Regions from separate parts of the Gossypium hirsutum genome. Here region 2 is linked to region 1. The links are chromatin contacts, called in public Hi-C maps. All regions are on one chromosome and are shown on one strand. Each heading gives the region's core, a stretch centred on a gene start, on an enhancer-like site or on the middle of the called end of the contact. The rest is flanking DNA. Distances are from core to core; before and after follow the strand shown.

Region 1 (3,000 bases), core at 159-2,658:
AATATATCAAATATTAATCATAATATTGTAAATAAATGCTTTAAAAAATTTAAAATAAAGTTTAATATAATGATAAAAAATTATTGACAAGAGTTAAAAGTAAGGGTAAGTTAAATTACATTATCAAGTAGAAAATTTGTATTTAAATTTTGGAGATAATATTCTTTGAAAGGGGTAGTTATGAACTTCCAAAAGATTAGGCTCTATTTCGTTCCAAGAAATAGAGGCCATTTTTGCTTTTTATTGGAAAAAATAAAATATTAAAGAAAATATATTTGGTTATAATTTTAAAAAATAATTTTAAAAAATAAAAATATGTAAAAATTAGAAAGAAAAATTTCATTGTTTTCACTGAAAATGTTTTGTAAAACAAAACAAGGATTTTTATTAATTTTAAATGAATTGGCTTGGTTCGAATTCATATAAGGGCAAAAATAAAATTTTTAACAATTTTCATATATTAGATTTAGTATGTTGAATCAATATAAATATAAAAGAAATATATTTTATTTCTCATGTTTTTATTATAAAAAAATAAAATATGTCATAGTTTCTGTATTCATTTTAAATTTAAAATTTAGTGTCTATACTTTTATTTTAAGAAATTTAGTTCTTTTATTTTTTAGATTTTAAAATTCGATTTTAATTGTAACTAAAAAATAATATTATAATGAACTTGAATTTAATAAAATTATTTTAACAGTGTTAATAATTAAACTTAAGTTTTGAAATAAGAAGAGTAGAGATATCGAATCCTTTAAAATAAAAGTATAAAGACTAAATTTTAAATTTAGAACGAGTACAAAATCTATATTTTAACCTTTAAAAAAATAGGTATCAAAGGTGCTTTTATTATTTCTATTTATTAATGGTATTTTTCAATTTTGAAAAATTAGAAAAGTTTTAATCACAATTAAGCCCCTGAACTATACCGATATTCCTGCTTTGGTATTTGTTTTTTTCTTTTTTTGGTTTATTTGTTATTTTCCTCTTTGGAAAAGAAGACGTGCACACCCATTTGATCGGATTTACAATTTGGGTTATTTTGGAGGTTCTTGTACATAAGTTAAACGGAGCGGGACCCAGAGTCCGATCCGCAACCGGAATGGGCAGCTCCGGGACCCGAAACGGGGCTTGAAGGTAAAGAGGACTCTTCTTAACTTATTTGTTTTTCTTTGGTTTTGGGATTCAGGATTTTTGTGTAATGTGGGATGTGATACGAGGTTTTCGTTTGAAATGCAGAACCAGTTTGGCGGTTGGGATTAGGGGGTGAGTCGGAATCTTACCCGGAGCGACCCAATAAAGCTAATTGTATTTACTATTTGAGGACTGGGTTTTGTGGATACGGCTCCAAGTGTCGGTTCAATCATCCACGTGATCGTACAGGGGTAAATAGTTGATAATTTGATTGAATTGTTCATTGTTTCTTATCCGACTTGAAGTTTCCTTTGAAGGGCTTTTTTTTTTTGTATAATTGAGGGAGGGGGAATTACATCAACAGGGTTTGAACCGTGGTCATTGCGGTGTCAACAAGGGTTTGACGGGTTTTTATTGGTTATTTTTGTTTGATTATGATCTTTGGAGTGATGAGGTATCGAATTGTAAGGTAAAAAATGAAAAGTTTGTTGTTAATGCCTTGGGAGCTAGTGTAATTTGCTGTCTTAGAAATAATTTATTCTTGTTTGTTGTGTTTGTTGAAAGAAATGCCATATGATGATGATGATGATGATGATGATTGCCTTAGGTTATGGCAGCTGCAAGAGTTGATGTAGGGGAGTATCCGGAGAGAGTGGGCCAGCCAGTTTGTCAGGTACTATTGAATTAGATTGTGTCTTAAATGTTTGGCAAACTCGGGGTATATGTGTCGAATTGCTATAATTTCAACAATGTGCATTGCTAAATTCTTTGTAATTAAGTATGCCTTTATGTCCACTTCATTTTATGTTTAGAAGGAGAGGATTAAGGTCCTGAATTTTCAGTGAATAGGTTGTGATTGGTTTAACAGTTTAGGGAAATGGTGTCTGGTAAGTTGCCCTTTTATGTTGATTATGGTTTTTATTTTTATTTTTTTTGATTTGCAGTATTATATGAGGAAGGGGACATGCAAATTTGGTTCTTCCTGTAAATACCATCATCCTAAGCAGGGAGGTGATTCTATTGGCCCAGTGCCACTAAACTATTTGGGATATCCATTACGTCCGGCTTGTATTTCTTCACATTAAGATCATTTACATATTTAGTTTTCAAGTTCGCTTAATAATTGGATTGCACTTTAAAACAGGGTGAAAAAGAGTGTTCTTACTTTGTTAAGACGGGGCAGTGTAAGTTTGGTGCAACATGTAAATTCCATCATCCTGTACTACCAGCTGTAGAGGTTCCCCCACCATCTCCAACTTCTCAGGTTGCACCTCTGCCAACTCCACTTTCTGCACCTACATTATATCCCAGGACGCAATCACCATCTGGCCCTTTGTCTCAACAATATGGAGTTGTAATGGCAAGTTCTCCCCTGATGCCAGGCTCATATGTGTAAGGCCCTTATGGTCAATTGCTTATTTCCCCAGGCATGGTTTCTTTTCCAAGTTGGAATCCCTATCCGGTAGGTGAATTAAAATTTATTCAGTTTCCTTAATTGTGATTAAACATAATCTAGTTTTATTGTTAAGGTTGTTAATGCACATGGTGTAGGCAGCTGTTAGTGTCGGTACTCAACCCGCTGTTGGATCAAGCTCAATGTTTGGGGTGACACCATTATCTCCTTCAGCACCTGCCTATACTCGATCTTATCAACCCACACGTTCTAGTGTTGTGCCTTCGAGTAGTATTCAGGAGCGATCATTTCCTGAGAGACCTGGTCAACCAGAATGTCAGTATTATATGAAAACAAGAAATTGTAAATACGGATCCTCTTGTAAATATCATCATCCGCCAGAAGTGATTGCACCAAAAGTTGATGTCATCCTCAACCCCCTCGGTCTTCCTATTCGTCAAGTAAGCGTT
Region 2 (2,700 bases), core at 99-2,598, 190 kb before region 1:
TATCACGTGCCCACACGCATTATTTTCTATACCTAGAAACATAACACATGTATTAGAATATAAAAATTAATGACAATTACACTAGGAACCCAATAAATGCACCGCAAGATATCAAATATTTCGTAAATTTTATCATTAAATTTAAATGAATGTGCATAAAAGAATAATTTATTTTACTACAATTTAATTAATTTAAAAATTTCAATTATTTAAAAATTTAAAATTCAAATTTTAAAATACTTATATGCAAAATAAAAACACTAATACAAAATGTCATACTTCACCACAAACCTCAAGTTAACCACCTAGACCCTCATTATTTACACCCGTACTATGAACTTCCCAATAAATTTGCTAATGTTACTTTATAACCTTTATTCGCTTGGGGTAATTGTTATACCCTATGTAGCAAACCTCATAGACCTTATATTCTAATTTGTGAATCTCACAGAGTATCCATAAAGAGCTTAACATGTGTCTTCTAATGAAACCAACGACACCGCAAACCTATATAGTTAGCTAACAAAATTTAGCCTAACAAACTATTAAAACCATGCACCATTGCTAAGACTATATGCAGGCCCATCTCTGGGGTCGTTTAGAGGTGCAGTCGCCCAATACTCAAAGCTGAGAGGGGTCTAAAATATTATTTTCTAATTTTTAAGAGGTTCAAAAATTATTATTTTTTAGCTTTGAAGGGCCCAAAATTTTTTTTATTTAACTTTTAAGGGACCTAAAGAAATTTTTCTCCAATTTTTAAGAAACCTAAAATATTATTTTATTATTTTACCTAGAACCCCCAAAATATTAAGAACGGACTTGATTAATTGAAGACCACAAGAAAACACATAATAATTGGTCATTAATTACCTTGACATGTCTCATCCTAAAATGTTATATCACTGTTACTATCAAAAGTATTAATTTTCACTTTTTACTTCAGTTAAACAACTCATAAAACGTAGACACCCTACTAGAAGAACTCCAAATTGAAACTTCCCCAAGAAACAGAAAACTCTTCCCATCCTTCTCATTCTCCACCACCCAACCATCATTTTCCCCCTTTGTTCATCTCATTGAGTAACATAACTGCTGTGGATTTGAAAGAACGAAATCGAAGAGTAAGTAAGAAAAAGAAAAAAAGAAACAGATGGAAATTTGGATTTGAAATGATTCTGGATGGAAACATATTTAGTGCAAACTAAAAACTTAGAATAAAAAATTGAAACCCGTCAATTAATCTCGCTGGAATCATATTAAAATTTAGTACTTCAAGTTAAAATTTTAGATTATTCTCAAGAACTCATAAAAACCTTCCTAAAAAACCCACCCATCGTACAAAGCTTCAATTTACTTTTCAACAGCAAAAAAGAGAAAAAAGCATAGAAAACTCCTCCATGAAAACCCACCAATTATTTCAGTGAAGATTTAATTTATTCTTCAACTACCAAAAAAAAAAAAACTTCAAACATGGGAGATTCAACTTGACATTGTGAAGAAGATTCAATCTCTCAGATCACGTTGTTCCGTCTCTCAGTAGAATACATAATTGATATCCCAATCTTTAAACCACCAAAAACACAACGCGACCGAGGATTCACAATGTTCTTGAGAAATTGGGTTTTTGTAAGTACTTAAAATTGAAAGAAGTGAAAGAAACGAAGAAGTGGAGTTTTAATCCTTCTGGTTAAAATTTTATTTGGAATGGAAAGAAATGCGGGAAACTTATTGGTGGGATTTTGAAAATTTTAGATTTTTTCAATCTGAGTTTTAATTTCAAAAATTAAATTCAGTAAATTATTAAGAATTAAAACTAATTTTAAAATTTATAAATCACGAGGACTAAATATGTTTGTGAACCAATAATTTCGTCGTTTCTATTAACTATTAAAGAGACGGTTACCATTGTAAAATCAAATGATAATATTAGTAACGAAATTAAAAAATATTGTAGTTAAAATTTACTAATAATTAAATGATTAATAGTATATTTTATTTTATTATTTAAATTGAGGATCTTATAATTATCCATTAATAAAATAATAAATGATAATTAGTGATTTAGCTACATAAATGTAACTCTGCGATGGAAATAACAGGGAAATTGAAGAGTTCCAAGCTCTGGGTTTCAATGAACCTGAAGGAAAAGCGTCTAGTTTTAGCTATCAAGTCCAAACTCGTCTCCCGTTTGCCTTGAGCTTCTTTTCAAATTTGAAAGCTTTTCAGTTTCCAGGGTGAGTAGTTCAATCCATTTCCACTCCTAAAATGTTCAATCCTAGTGTTTTCAGTAGACTTTCACACGATGTTATGAACAATTCCTGGTCGAGGCCATTGATATCCCTCACTGTTAGATTCATCTCAAAATCCTCTTCAGACCCATCCCAATCTTTTGTAGTCGCTTACCTCAAAGACAAACTCGGGTTCTCACCCGAATCAGCAATGGCGGCTGATAAGTATCTCCTTTTCAAAACCCCAGAAAAGCCCGATTCGGTTCTTGAGTTCTTGCAGAAACATGGTTTCTCGAAAACCCAAATCGAAAAAATCATCAAAGTTCGGCCTGGTTTGCTCTACTCCAATGCCGAGAAAACCCTTTTGCCCAAACTCCAATTCTTCCAATCCAGAGGTGTTTCAAGCCCTGAACTTATCAAAATCCTATTTTATAACCCTAAAGTTTTAACTCGTAGCTTAGAGAAAAAAATT

The links. Hi-C and Micro-C count contacts between places; a contact is called where the count stands out from the background.
Region 2: a Hi-C map of fibers shows a contact between it and region 1, with 3 times the contacts expected there. The contact joins two enhancer-like sites. A contact is called at or near these places in 17 of 34 Hi-C or Micro-C datasets (anther, callus, fibers and 4 more).

Annotation. Positions count from the first base shown.
Region 1 is chrA10:94,888,334-94,891,333 of Gossypium_hirsutum_v2.1, reverse strand. It overlaps the pseudogene LOC107895532. Among protein-coding and RNA genes, the nearest start is that of LOC121208799, 45 kb to the right of the region's middle. Within about 2 kb of position 1,408, at least 3 of the 9 cell types and tissues checked have an H3K27ac peak or open chromatin away from gene starts, as enhancers often do. A contact at or near this core is called in fibers, where this site is marked.
Region 2 is chrA10:95,078,504-95,081,203 of Gossypium_hirsutum_v2.1, reverse strand. It overlaps the pseudogene LOC107896710. Among protein-coding and RNA genes, the nearest start is that of LOC121208442, 6.0 kb to the right of the region's middle. Within about 2 kb of position 1,348, at least 6 of the 9 cell types and tissues checked have an H3K27ac peak or open chromatin away from gene starts, as enhancers often do. A contact at or near this core is called in fibers, where this site is marked.